Regions from separate parts of the Sus scrofa genome. Here region 1 is linked to region 2. A link is a contact called in public HiChIP or PLAC-seq data. All regions are on one chromosome and are shown on one strand. Each heading gives the region's core, a stretch centred on a gene start, on an enhancer-like site or on the middle of the called end of the contact. The rest is flanking DNA. Distances are from core to core; before and after follow the strand shown.

What was found. HiChIP or PLAC-seq counts read pairs in DNA pulled down with a chosen protein or histone mark.
Region 1: an H3K27ac HiChIP or PLAC-seq map of alveolar macrophages shows a contact between it and region 2. The contact joins two enhancer-like sites. A contact is called at or near these places in 1 of 47 Hi-C or Micro-C datasets (embryonic fibroblasts) and 1 of 2 datasets of contacts at active chromatin or transcription factors (alveolar macrophages).

Annotation. Positions count from the first base shown.
Region 1 is chr9:106,944,778-106,952,102 of Sscrofa11.1, forward strand. It overlaps PRKAR2B (cAMP-dependent protein kinase type II-beta regulatory subunit), which reads left to right. Exons shown (of 11, transcript XM_021102599.1): 7 at 3,033-3,134; 8 at 4,643-4,717; 9 at 7,287-7,325. Among named protein-coding and RNA genes, the nearest start is that of HBP1, 18 kb to the right of the region's middle. Within about 2 kb of position 2,779, at least 12 of the 83 cell types and tissues checked have an H3K27ac peak or open chromatin away from gene starts, as enhancers often do. A contact at or near this core is called in alveolar macrophages, where this site is marked.
Region 2 is chr9:106,570,102-106,576,503 of Sscrofa11.1, forward strand. The region is part of intron 2 of LOC102163285 (a long non-coding RNA gene); the gene reads right to left. Among named protein-coding and RNA genes, the nearest start is that of CCDC71L, 28 kb to the left of the region's middle. Within about 2 kb of position 2,335, at least 13 of the 83 cell types and tissues checked have an H3K27ac peak or open chromatin away from gene starts, as enhancers often do. A contact at or near this core is called in alveolar macrophages, where this site is marked.

The DNA.
Region 1 (7,325 bases), core at 1,529-4,028, 380 kb after region 2:
GCATTTCCCAGGGTGCATGATACTTAGGTCATTTTCAGAGATTTTTACTAATCTGTACATATTTTAAACTTTACAAACAGTGGCACAGTGAGTTAAGAATTCAACTGCAGCAGCTCGGGTCACTGTGGAGGTGCAAGTTCAATCCCCAGCCCCAGTACAGTGGCGTAAAGGATCTGACATTACTACAACTGTGGCATAGGTTGCAGATGTGGTTTGGAGTCAGTCCCTGGCCTGAGAACTTCATATGCCATAGGTGCAGCCGTTAAAAAAAGAAAGTGGACAGTTTGTGATGATCACCTTGGGGTGTGTGCATAAGTGCAATAGCTGCTTTTAAAAATCATAATAATTAACATAATCAGTTAATACTTCAAACCTGCTTTCTTAGCAATTCACCTAACCAGCCCCCTTCCGGAGAAAGTTTTAAGACCAACAGATTGGAGCTCTGCCGCATCAGTGCAGGTATAAAGATAAGCAAATCTCAAGAGAAAAGTCCTTTGTAGAAGAGTCCAGCTTTGTAAATAAGACGAGGTCACTGTTAGCCCTGGGGAATTAACTGATCTGCAGGACTGTGCTGGTGATTCAGAGAGGTGAGGACTGAAATGACTATAGGATGAAAATCTTTGAAATGGGACTTTCTGGATTTTATTTTTATGTCACAGTGGGTGTGAAGAGGTGAGCCACTAATAGAAATTTTTTTCTGACACACATTGCTCATTATGATTAATTTCTAAATTGCTAACCTCTTTCTAGGCTTCTCTGTTTTGCTGTAAACTCTTCTTCATAAAGTGGTGTGCAGCCAGTCCCCAGAACAGATTACATAGCAGAGTCACTTGGAGAGTTTTTACAGAATACAGATTATTATATATAGAGTCCTGTGTGCCAAGATTTTGAGTCATTAAAGTGTGGGATCTTAGGAGTTTCCGTTGTGGCTCTGTGTCTTAAGAACCTTACTGGGATCCATGAGGATTCAGGTTCGATCCCTGGCCTCACTCACTGGGTTAAGGATCTGGTGTTGCCATGAGCTGCAAAGTAGGTTGCAAACACCGATCCCTCGTTGCTGTGGCTGTGGTGTAGGCTTGGCAGCTGTGGCTCCAATTCAACCCCTAGCTTGGGAACTTCCATATGCCCTGGGTATGGTCCTAAAAAAAGTAAATAAATAAAAATAAAGTATGGGATCTTAGAAACTTTTTTTTTTAAAACACCACTGCTGATTCTGATGCAGAGCTAGACTTGGAAATTATTTCAATATTTTACAATTATCTTAAATTTTTTTCTCTTTTTAAAAAATGACTAAGTCTAAACTATAACCCTTATAAAATTATAATAAACGAAATCGGAGAACAAGATGTTTAGTTTCCTAGAGACTTAATCCACACTTGCATTTTTCCCCCATCCTATCAGTTCATTTAAATTCAGCCTTAATATGTTGGCACAGTAATTTATTAAAGAACATATTCCAATTAATTTTACTTTATATTAAACGGTATTGTTGTTTATCAGTTTATGCCAAACTAACGTAATTCTGAGCACTCTGAGAACTAAATGTTTGGTAGGAATTTTTGTAATATAAAATTTGTAGTAAAACCATTTTTAGAGCCATTAGCTTTAAAGTTTTCCCTGGTTCCTTATTTCACTTCTGTATCCTTGAGGTTAAGTAGTATAAACATAGGAACATTTTAGAATGATGAGCATGATAAACACTGTCATCAAACTCTCCTCAAAGAAGTCGTAGTTTCTCTGTATATTTTAAAAAAGAAACTCTGGTATATGGATGTGATAAAAAGCCTAGTCAATAATTTTTCTATATCTCTTTACATTGTAAGTGCATGATTAAAAATTTTTCCTAATACTGTTTTCCATCGTTTTTTTTTTTACTGCAGTCCACAAGAAACACATTAGGAAATGTCACACCAGTGTATATGTTTGTGTGCCTTTGTGTATAATGGAAATAAATATATAACTCAACACTTGACTAAAAAGGATGCCCACAGATTTTCTCTTTTGTTTTTTCTTTTTTAAAGATGAAAATGCCGGTCATGGGTCAAGGGGGTCAAAAGGTACAAATTTCTAGATACAAATGCATGCTGAGGACAGAGTATACACCACGGTAACCAGTTAATAGTAACAGTGTTGTACATTTGAAATTTCTCATCACAAGAAAAAAAATGTGGTAGCTATATGTATGGTGATGGATGTTAATTAGAGTTAATATGATCATTTCACGATATATACAGATACTGAATCATTATGTTGTACATTTGAAACTAATAAAATGTTGTGTGCCAGTTACACCTAAAAAAAATGCCAGTCATGTCCCACCGAATTGATTTCATAACACTCTAAGGCTGTTATCTGTAGCGAAAGAACTCACTTGCTGGTTTCAATTCTCAGAAACTAAGTAGGATGATGGGGTTGCCAGGGGCTGAGGGTGGTGGGGAAGAGGTAGGTTAAAGAGAAAAAACTTGCAGTTATGAGTAAGTTTTGAGGATCCGGTGTAAAACGTGATGATTATAGTTAACAACAGTATATACTTGAAAGCTGCAAAGAATAAATCTTTAATGTTCTTACCACAGAAAAGAAATGGTAATTATGTGAGGTGATAGCGGTATTAACCATCTGTGGTGGTAATCATTTCACAGTATATAGGTATGTCATATCAACGTATTGTTTATACCTTTAATGCATACGTCATAAATCACTTTTCTCTCAAAAGGGGAGGGGGTGGGGCAGGAAAGAACGGGGAGCGTATTAAGTGGTGCGACAGCGCCACCTTGTGGTGTAGCCCGCCGGTTACACGTTGGTGCTTTCTTTAAAAAACCTGAAAGTCACGTTTTATATGGTTCTACATGTATGCTTAAAGAAGTAATCTGAAATGAGTTACGTTAGAAGTATAATGATGTTCATCTTTTATTTCAAAATCTTCAATTATTGTTTGTTCTTTGTAGGGAATAAATTCAAACTGTCTCTTCAAACCTTCTTTCCCCATAAAGTCTACCTTTTAACTGTCTTCGTATTTGACATTCTGCCTTTAGGACAGGGTAACCTTCAGGAGAATAATTGTAAAAAATAATGCCAAAAAGAGGAAAATGTATGAAAGCTTTATTGAGTCACTGCCATTCCTTAAATCTTTGGAAGTAAGTATATGTTTGTGCTTTTATTTTGCTTTAAAAGCTTTTGTTTTGTTGGGAATGCTTAGTTCTATTGGAAGTTTCTTTGAATAATAATTTATCCATATTTTCATTTGAGAAGATTATATAGCGTTTGTACAGCTCAGCCTTTCTTTTCCTGCCTATAGCTGCATTTGTTTTGTCGTATGTAAGCAATAGACTCCTAGGAGCATCCTTGGCAGATCTGTATTTGGTCTTTATCTGAACGCAGACTTAAAAGAACCCCACAAATGTAGGCAGTGGCCGCTTAGTTATGCCTTTATAGGATCAGATTATCCAAATACAGCACATCCTCACTGGCCTCTCCTCCTTTATTCCTCTTCTCCTTTCTCCTAAAATTGGCATTCTAGGGTCTCTTTTTCTTTTGGCAGGCTCACCCTAACCCTCTTCACATGGTGAACTTGTCAAATCCCCTGGCTTATAAGTCTATTATGTTGATGCCTCTTAGAATTGTTGTTACTGGGCAAGGCCCAGCCCTTGAACGCCAGGCTCATTTATCTAACTGCATATTTAACATTTTCTCTGGGGTGTCTGATAGAAAGCTCACACCTAATCCGGCCCAAACCTCCTCCCACCCCACTTCCCATCTTAGAGACAGCACTGCCATCCTTCCAGCATCTAAGCCACAGTCCTTCGGACTGACGAACTCATGGGCGGATGTGACTCTCTGTTGGCTTAAAGTAGTAGAAATTCAGGCCACATTTCAGAATGCATTTTGGGCAGCTGATCTTTTCCAGCAACAGTTCTCTCTAAATAAAAATAGCTCAGGGGTTGGAAATGCACATGCCTTAGAGTTAACATATTGAAGAAAACCAAGCCAGGATGGGACTTTGGTAAACTGGAAAACATGTGCTCCATCTAAAGAAACAGCTGCTAGTTAACAGAGTTTATTTTTGCAATTTGGAGATATGGGCTGACTGTTGCTGAGTGTCCCGATTTTTCAAGAGAAGCTGGAAATTCAAGTTTTTATTGAAAATTTATTTTAAAATGTGGGCAGTTAATACAGCAAACACACACACACAGACCCACACATTGCTCAGTTTATTTGGCCTATAGGCTACCATTTTTAAACCTTGAAACAGTTAAGGAAGATCTGTGGGCAGTGGATTGAGGATCCATCAGTGTCACAGCGGTGGCTTGGGTCTCTGCTGTGGTGTGGGTTCCATCCCTGGTGTGTGGGAACTAACATGCTATGGGTGTGGCCAGAAAGGAACGAAAAAACCTGAAATAGTTAAGATTACCCGATCAGGCTGTTTCATATAGTCTTGTCCCTCAGTATCTGCAGGACTGTTTCCAGGACCTTGGTGGATGCTCAGTCCCTTACAGTTGGCTGTCCCTATCTCTGGTTCTGCACCCATGGATGGGAGTGGGGGTGGGGTGACTGTTTATTGAAAAAATCTGCATGTAAGTGGATATGCACAGTTTAACCCCATGTTGTTCAGGGGTCAGCTGTATAATCTTCTTTTCCTTTGTAGGTTTCTGAACGCCTGAAAGTGGTGGATGTAATAGGCACCAAAGTGTACAACGATGGAGAACAAATCATTGCTCAGGTATAATACTGTTTATGGAATTCAGTTGAGAGTTATTTTCCGAAAGGCTCTTAGACATTTTAAGGCTTGCTAAATGCTTCGTGTGTGTGTGTATAATTAGTATGTAGTGATTGATTAAATGAATATTACTTCTACCAAATGATTTGTTAAAAAATGGTTTAATTTACAGCCATTAAGCTATTTGAATATTTGTATTTTTGTAATTAACTCTTAATGAATATGTATTAAATCATCAAATGGATTTCTGCATCATTTTATATTTGTACCTGACATGAAAGCCACGTGTATATAAAGAATAAAAAGTCATTTATAAGAGGAAGAAAATGGTAATCGTTCCATGAGTTTTATTAATAAGGACTCAGAGGGTGCACTGGAAGATAGAGAGTTTTTGCACCATCCGTTCAGTCTCCTGGGGCTGCTCCCTGATAAAATTAACCAGGAAGGGAACTCGCTGCACCATATTTTGTACCGACTTCCAGGCACTAAATGGGACCAGCATCCTGTCCAACCCCTAATGCTTTTCTAAGATCCCAGTTGGAACCAGCAGCCATACATATGTACCTTGGTTAGAATAGAGCTGCCAAGAAACAGGATTTATGAGGACAGTTGAAGTTCACAGATAAAGCATACCAGTGGTAATACTTTTTGTAGTTACATTTTTGAAGCATTGAGGGAATGATTTAAACAGATTTTTAACCAGTTGTGTGATTTTTATATTGTGATATTATACTGGATTATAATCTTTATTTAAAATACTGTCTCTTGATGTATGTGAAACAAGACATAAGGTCTGTGAGGCTAAGAAAAGAATAATTACTGTAGAAGGCAGATAAGCCAGTAACTGAATGAGTGCCCCCTGCCCCTCCATACATAGGGATTAGCACCTTCAGGGATCTGGATGACACAGATCCAATTAGAGAACAAGGCCAAATTTCTGCGATAGAAATGGAAAAATTGTAAAGTAGACTTTCGAAATGATTTTTTCAAATAACTGAAATAACTACAGATTCACAGGAAGTTGAAAAAAGAGAAGTCCCACTCACCCTTCCCCCAGTATCTGCCAGTGCGTCTTTGTGTCACTAGTACAGCGTCAGACTAGAAAACTGACCTTGACACAGCCCCCAGAACTTAATTCGCTAGTTTCGCTTGCATTTCGAGCACATTTTGAAAACAAAATTTACTTGCAAATTAAAATGAAGCTCTTAGGAAAACCTGATACAGAAATGTAAGGGAGAGGTTATAGGTCCACTAAGAGTTTATTAAAGGTATCTTTATTTATTTATTTATTTTTTAAAAAAGGTATCTTTATTTGTTTTATTTTAATGATTTTTATTTTTTCCATTATAGCTGGTTTACATTGTTCTGTCAGTTTTCTACTGTACAGGTATCTTTAGGCATTAGTTGCCTTTTAAGCATTTATAAATAGACGTGTGGGCACTACACTATAATCTAGACTCAGCATTTATTTTTGCGATGTAATCTGATACCACATTTCTTTAACTGTATTAAAGAATTTTTGCTTTTGTTTTTTTGTTTTTTTTTTTTTACAGGGAAGGTTGAATTTATTCTTTAGTAAATGTGATACAGAGCATATAAAAACTTAAATATAATTCTAAATCTTATTTTAACATTCAAAGACTATATTTTTGTATTTCTTCCTGCACTGTACCGCTAATAGCTAAACATACTGAAATTGTTCTACAAGTGTTTATTTCTTGCTAATTAAAAGTGCATCAGTCCATTCATTTTCTCCTATGGGTTCTCACAGTTTTCAACTATTTTTTGATCTGTTCGAATTACTGAACTGTACTAAAGAATTTTGAAATGCCTGAGTTTCTCCAGAAATCACTTTGAAAGGCTCAGAAGAGTCTGTTTTCTTTCGTATTAATACAGTTTAATTCAGAAGGCATCACTGTAGGTCATGCCATTTGTTCAAAGCAAGAGAACAGGGCTCTGTTGTCAGACATGGCAACTCCTTCTTTTAGAAGTTTTTCTGGGGCCTTGGGGTGGATTGTGGGTAAACTGGCTTCTGCAGTTTGGTCCCCTGTGCTGCAAACCCACATACTGCTTCCTAGGAAGTCTGCCTGCTTTCTCAACTCTTTGGCAGCAGCTGGTTTATCTGAGCTCGCCACGGCCGAGGCGTGTTAGATTAGGATGGCACAGGGGCACCTTTTAGCGCTTCTTGAGCAGCAGCGCAGGAGCCGCCCACGGAGGAGATGCCACCAGGGAAGGGGACTGCCGTTTCTGATGCCGTACGTGCCTTTTTGCAGGCTGCACTTTGGGCGAAATTTTTACCACAGGGTTATTTGCCATATTGTCTTGGCTAATTGTTAGCAGAACTGCTATGGTAGAGAGTATATCATTTCAAATCATTTTACGAATGAAATCGTTATGATATAATATTCTGTCGTAACGATTTAGAAGGGGTACACCTGTTCCCGTGGGTTTCACCTTTCAGGCAGATCATCTGTACTTTGGGGTCAGATTGATTTCAGGGGGATGATGGGCGGCAGGATTGCTGTCAACTAGATTTGCATTTTCACCCCCTGTTTTTGCTTTATTCTGATAGGGAGATTTGGCTGATTCTTTTTTCATTGTAGAATCTGGA
Region 2 (6,402 bases), core at 1,085-3,584:
AGAAGGCGGCTCAGAGGCTAAGGATAATGATGTATATGGTCGGTGCAGAGGATGGCAAGAGACCAGAGAGAAGACAAGGAGGAGTATGAAAGGCTTTGCACAGCACAGTAAGACGGCTGAACTTCCCATAAAATCACTAGAAAGCTAACCATCAAAAGATTTGTAAGCAGGAGATAAATATAATACTAGGTCAGTAGTTACATGAGCCCTTTGACAACAGTGTGGAAGACAGATTGTAGGCAGCACTACTTGAGGAAACAGCTGGAGACAGTGACAAATAGAGCCTGGATAGAGGCACTGACACCAAGGACCATGCAAAGCTGGTTTTAAAAGACAATTAGACAACAGAATTAGCAGGATTAGATGGACAAGGGAGGTCAGGAGGAGTGAGGGGCCTGAGATGGCACAGAGGATTCTGGCCTGGGTAACTAAGGGGATGGTAATAATATTTACCAGCTTGGGAAATAAAAGGAAAAGAAGCAGATAAAGTGTCATATGTGATGGGAGAGGATGGCAAAGTTTGTTTGGGCTGTATTTGAAGTGATGGTAGAACATGCAATGAGATAGATATTTTTCCTCCCCAGCCTCAAATACCTAGTCAGATACCAAGCAGTTATCCTGAGGTCTGATATTTCTTGCCTGAGAGATGAGCTAAGAAGATTTTGTTTTCAAACTTTATTTCAGAGGAGTAACCGAGCAACATTTCCCAAGGACCAAAGGGGCCCTGTGAATTGAGAGGAAATAAACAAAAAGTGTCATGGCCTTTGAGAATAGGAATAGGGCCCTGGAGAAAAAAAATCTACAAAACAAAGGGGGATGCTGTGAAGGACATCAGCTATGTCTCTCAGAGTGGCTGGGCCCATAGTCCAAAGCAAGATGGCACAGCAGAAAACAAAAGCATAAGATGCTGGACCCTGTATATTACACACTGGTCATCAGCATCCATAGGGCCATTAAAGCCAGGGGAAAGGGTAGACTTCCTCTAGGGTTTCTTATAAGGTAAGAGGATGAAAGGGCCAAATGATGGGAAATATCAGTGTTTAGGGGTTGACAATGGGACGGAAGGAGTTTGAAAAATAAATAAATAAAATGTCCAGAGAGGCAAGAAGACCACCAGAAAAGACCAATGTCCTGGAAGCCAAGGAAGAGAGAGCTTCTGGAAGGAAGTGAGCAACAAGGTCAAGTGCTGGAAAGACAAGTTTAATAAGGGGAGGATTTTAAAGAGTTAGAAAGTCATTCATGACTCTGTCAGAGCCATTTTACCAGATTGATGAGTTATAAGCCTGATTATGGAGAACTTTAAAGTACATGGACCATGAAGAAATGTAGGAAATGTTTTATATTCTCTTGTGGGGTTAAATAATGAAATGGGTAAAATATAGCATGATCTCTAAGGGGATAGCAAGTTCAGAGGAGAAATTTTCCTTTAATATGGCAGAAACTTTAACATAGTAAAAGACTGTGGAGAAAAAAAAAAAGAAATGATAGAGAAATTGAGAAAAATGGGAAAGAAAAGGGGTTAAAAAGGATCAGAAAGAAAACCAACAGCGAGGTCTAAGGGAAGGTTGTCAGCTATACCGATTGCTTTTTAAAACACAAAAAAAACATAAAAGCAAAAAAATAGCCTGCTGTATTTGTCAACTAGGACATCAAAAATGGCCTTTTTGAGCGAGGTTCAACTGAGTGTTGAAGGCAGAGGCAAGGAGCTGAGACCCGAAGGGAATGGGGGAACTGAGAACAGAAAGTTTTAAGATCATGTGGTCAAGACACTTGCCTGTGGTGAAAGAAAACAGGTCAATTCGCTAAACCCATTATTTCCACCAGGCCCAGGGTCTCCATGAGTGGCCAGTGTACCAGTGACACTGCCTGCTTATTGGACTAGGGTGGGCACTAAAAAAGGGAAGTGAACTTTATAGCATGGATGTCAATCAAGGTGGGGCGCTTAAAGCAATACATACTTTACATGTCATGTATACATGACGTTCCGTTGGTGGAACCTCTTCTTGAGGAAATTAAAAGTTTGCTCATGCAATATTCTGTGATAATCGATATGGGGAAAAGAATCGGAAAAAGAATAGATGTTTATATATGTATAACTGAATTACTTTGTTGTGTAACAGAAATTAAGACAAATATTGTGTATCAACTATACTTCACTAAAATTTAAAAAAAAAGAAAAAAGAAAGTCTGCTCATGGTTCAATGACAGATGCACAGTGACACTATTGGAAGAGAATCGTAAATTTTTGGATTGAGGAAATACGCCCCTTTTTCTTGGAGATTAATTGATCTCCATTATAATTAGCTGTTGAAATAATGTCCAGAAACATACTCTCTGTTAGATTTCCTTTCAGAAATCACATTTCCCCTTTTCTATATTCCTCATTATTTTGAGCCAAGTATAGGAAAGCAAAGGGTCATTAAGAAGCCTATAAACCAAACACTTTTGTTTACACCTTCATGATCTCAGAATAGCTAAATAATAGTCGATACCAAAAAATAAAGCTAAATAAGTCACCAATTATTGATGAGGTCTGACTTGTTTTTGAAACAGCTCACTCATCCAGTAAGTATGGGCCCTTGTAATTACGTCCTTAAAGCTAACCAGGGTTTTCAAAAGTCAAGTGTAACCATGGGCTGTGGCTTTTATTAGTCACAGCCTCCAGGAGTGTTGATTCAGCTGAGCAGGAAGCGACAGGAGGATTCACTCTGACTTGTTAAGAGTCATGCATGGGGGAGGGTCTGGGACTGTGTAGAAGATGAACAAAAATAAGCAAGTAATTTAAAAAAAATTTTTTTTACTATGATTAAGAAAGGAGCATTTTTTTTTTACTATGATTAAGAAAGGAGCATTTATTTTTCTTCTGCTGTAACTGTTCAGTTTCATAATGGGTTATGAACTTGGTTACATTCTTTTAATGATATTTGAGCAGAGCAAGAGCAGGGAGGAAATTACCAAGCATGACTGCAGGCAATTGCTGACAAATACATTTGCATCATTTAAAAATATTTAACGCCCTCTGCCTTTGTTGTGCAAGAGTATACTACCAGTTCATTATGATTTTTAATTGGTACAACTCAAGTTGCTGAGTGCCACGTCTTGTCTATTGGAGGCGAAAAAAACAAAACCATCATTAATGAAAAATCTCAAACAAGGTTATGTTCGTCAGTGCGGAGATGGGCTGCCTTTCTAAATATTTGAGAACAGTCTAAAAACTTTAAGGGTGTAAAATTTAAATTAATTTAGGAATTAATTGAAAGAAAAAATTAAGAACTTTAATTGTAAAAATACACGCAGAAGCCAAAGTTAACTTGAGATAAAAATTTTTAGCCTTAAAAATCTTTTGGGCATGGATAGACAATCTGAGAGAAAAAAGTTTTTTAAATCCCACTTCCACTGCATCTCATCCACTCCACAACCTAATAGAGTGCCTGAGAAACATTTATTGAGGACAAATGTGAGTCAGTTATTTGCTAGGGGATGGGGACACAGGGATGAGTAAGGTACCTACTTTCTTTTTTTCTTGGCTTTTTAGGACATCACCTGCAGCACGTGGAAATTCCCAGGCTAGGGGTTGAATCAGAGCTGCGGCTGCCAGCCTATGCCACAGCCACAGCCACACAGGGTCTGAGCCACATCAGCACCCTACACCACAGCTCACAGCAATACCAGATACTTCACCCACTGAGCAAGGCCAGGGATCGAGTTCACATCCTCGTGGATACTAGTCAGGTTCATTACTTCTGAGCCACAATAGGAACTCCCTGAAATTTTTTTCAATGTGCTTTTTTTAAATTATCTTTTTACATTCTTTTCCTTTATTTATGGTTTACCACAGGATAGTGAATATAGTTCCCTGTGCTATACAGTAGGACCTTGTTCAACCATCCTACATATAACAGTTTACATCTGCTAACTGTAAATTCCCAGTGCTCCCCTCCCCCACTCCACCCCCTTGGCAACCACAAGTCTGTTGTCTATGTCTGTGAGTCTGTTTCTGTTTCATAGCTAAGTTCATTTGTGTCATATTTTAGATTCCACATATAAGTGATCTCATATGGTATTTGTCTTTCTCTGTCTGACTTCCCTTAGTATGATAATCTCTAGGTCCATCCATTGCTACAAATGGCATTATTTCATTCTTTTTCACGGTTGAGTAGTATCCCATTGTATCGCTGTATCCTATCTTCTTCATCCATTCATCTGCTGATGGACATTTAGGTTGTTTATATTGATAGATCCACTCTTATAATGATTGGTATATAAGCTGTTTAACCTTTTTATTTTTATGGCTGAGTAGTATTCCATTCTATATACGAGAAGGTACCTACCTTCTATTAGAAAGTATGAAGACTAATACCAAAAAATCTGTAAGTAAATAGTTTGATAGATGTTTCATCAGAAATTGGTAAAAGATACAGAGAGCCACCTGTGTAGAAACATTCAATAGGGTAAGAAAAAACTTTACAAGAGGTATCATAGGCTACATTTGGTTGGAAGATTCCTCTCTGAGGAAAGTAGAAGAGACAGTAGAAGAGACATCTAGATAATGAGGTAGTTGGGAGTTCCACAATAAAAGATCGGGGCCCTGCTTGATGACCCTATAGCAAAGCTCTCCATCCAAAAGCCCAGCATCACCATACAGAGAGCTTCAAATCAACTTTTAGTGCCTCATAAATATGGGCAGACAGCCAAGGATCATCAAATATTTGAGGAAAGTCTCCAGTGTGAAATAATCCAAAACAAACAACAGTAACCCAAAAACCAATTGGGAGGAAACATAATTTAAAGATAAATAATTTTCTTGATATCATAACTGATATTTTTAGGAAAAGTTAGAAAAGATGATGCATTCACAAGTAGGGAGAGAAAGCCATGAAGAGTTACATTCAGAGAACGAAAGAAATTTAAAAGTGATATTAAACATACAAAACTGAGTAGTAGATTTCAATGACAAAATTGAAGACATATCCTAGAAATTGAAACTATAGATGTTGGACTCTACATGATCCAGCATTCAAATAACGATACTTCCAGAAAGAGAAAACTGAAAGAAGAAAGGAAGGAAACAATCAGTGAACTACTTCCCAGAATTTAAAGATAAAAGTTCCGAAATCATGAGAGTCCACTGAGGGCCCAGCACAGCATAAAAAAGTTTTAGAATCCAGGCAATAACAGAAGCTCTAAAGTCCTTGGGATTAGGGTCAGGAGAGGATTACATCCAGGTAATCTAGAATCAAGACACCATCAGATTTCCACTGCAAAACTGGTACAAAAAAGACAATGAAAGAATAATGCCCCCAAAAGTTGGAGGAAAATTTATGTCAACCTAAAATTTTACACCCATAAAAAAATATCAATTAAGTGGTAGAAGAGACTAAGTCATTTTAAGACTTACAAGGTCTCAAAAGATATACTTCTCCAGCATCCTTTCTGAGGTTGCTACTGGACTATGCACTATACCAAAACTAAGCCAAGAAAGAACGCATGCAACACAGGAACTTTGAGATCTAAGAGAAGAGAGACTAAATGTAAATGTCAGGATGACAGTTAATACAAGCCTAGAGAGAGCACTAAGTCCAGACAGGAATAAAACAAATCTCTCTTGAAGAAATATTACCCCCAAAATAAAATTAATAGGCTATCTGAGCATTTAAATGTATTGAGAAAAGATGCAGATTTTCCAGTTTGAACATGAAATAGTGAAAGAAACAGAAAACTAAACCAACAGGTGAGAGTGATTACTAATTATAGGAAAACAAAAAATTATACAAGAAAGGTAGTGAATTAATAGTACACTACATGGCTCAGGTGGGAATACTGGTAATACAACCATAATATTGTAAATGATGAGAACTAATCTAACTAAGAATTATAACTGTTTGGAGATACCTTAGAAATCTATACATAGAACTTCCATATGACCCTCAATCCCACTCTTGGGCATCTATCCGGACAAAGCTCTACTTAAAAGAGACACTTGCACCCGCATGTTCATTGCAGCACTATTCACAATAGCCAGGACATGGAAACAATCCAAATGTCCATCGACAGATGATTGGATTCGGAAGATGTGGTATATATACACAATGGAATACTACTCAGCCATAAAAAAGAATGACATAATGCCATTTGCAGCAACATGGATGGAACTAGAGAATCTCATACTGAGTGAAATGAGCCAGAAAGACAAAGACAAATACCATATGATATCACTTATAACTGGAATCTAATATCCAGCACAAATGAACATCTCCTCAGAAAAGAAAATCATGGACTTGGAGATGAGACTTGTGGTTGCCTGATGGGAGGGGGAGGGAGTGGGAGGGATCGGGAGCTTGGGCTTATCAGACACAACCCAGAATAGATTTACAAGGAGATCCTGCTGAATAGCATTGAGAA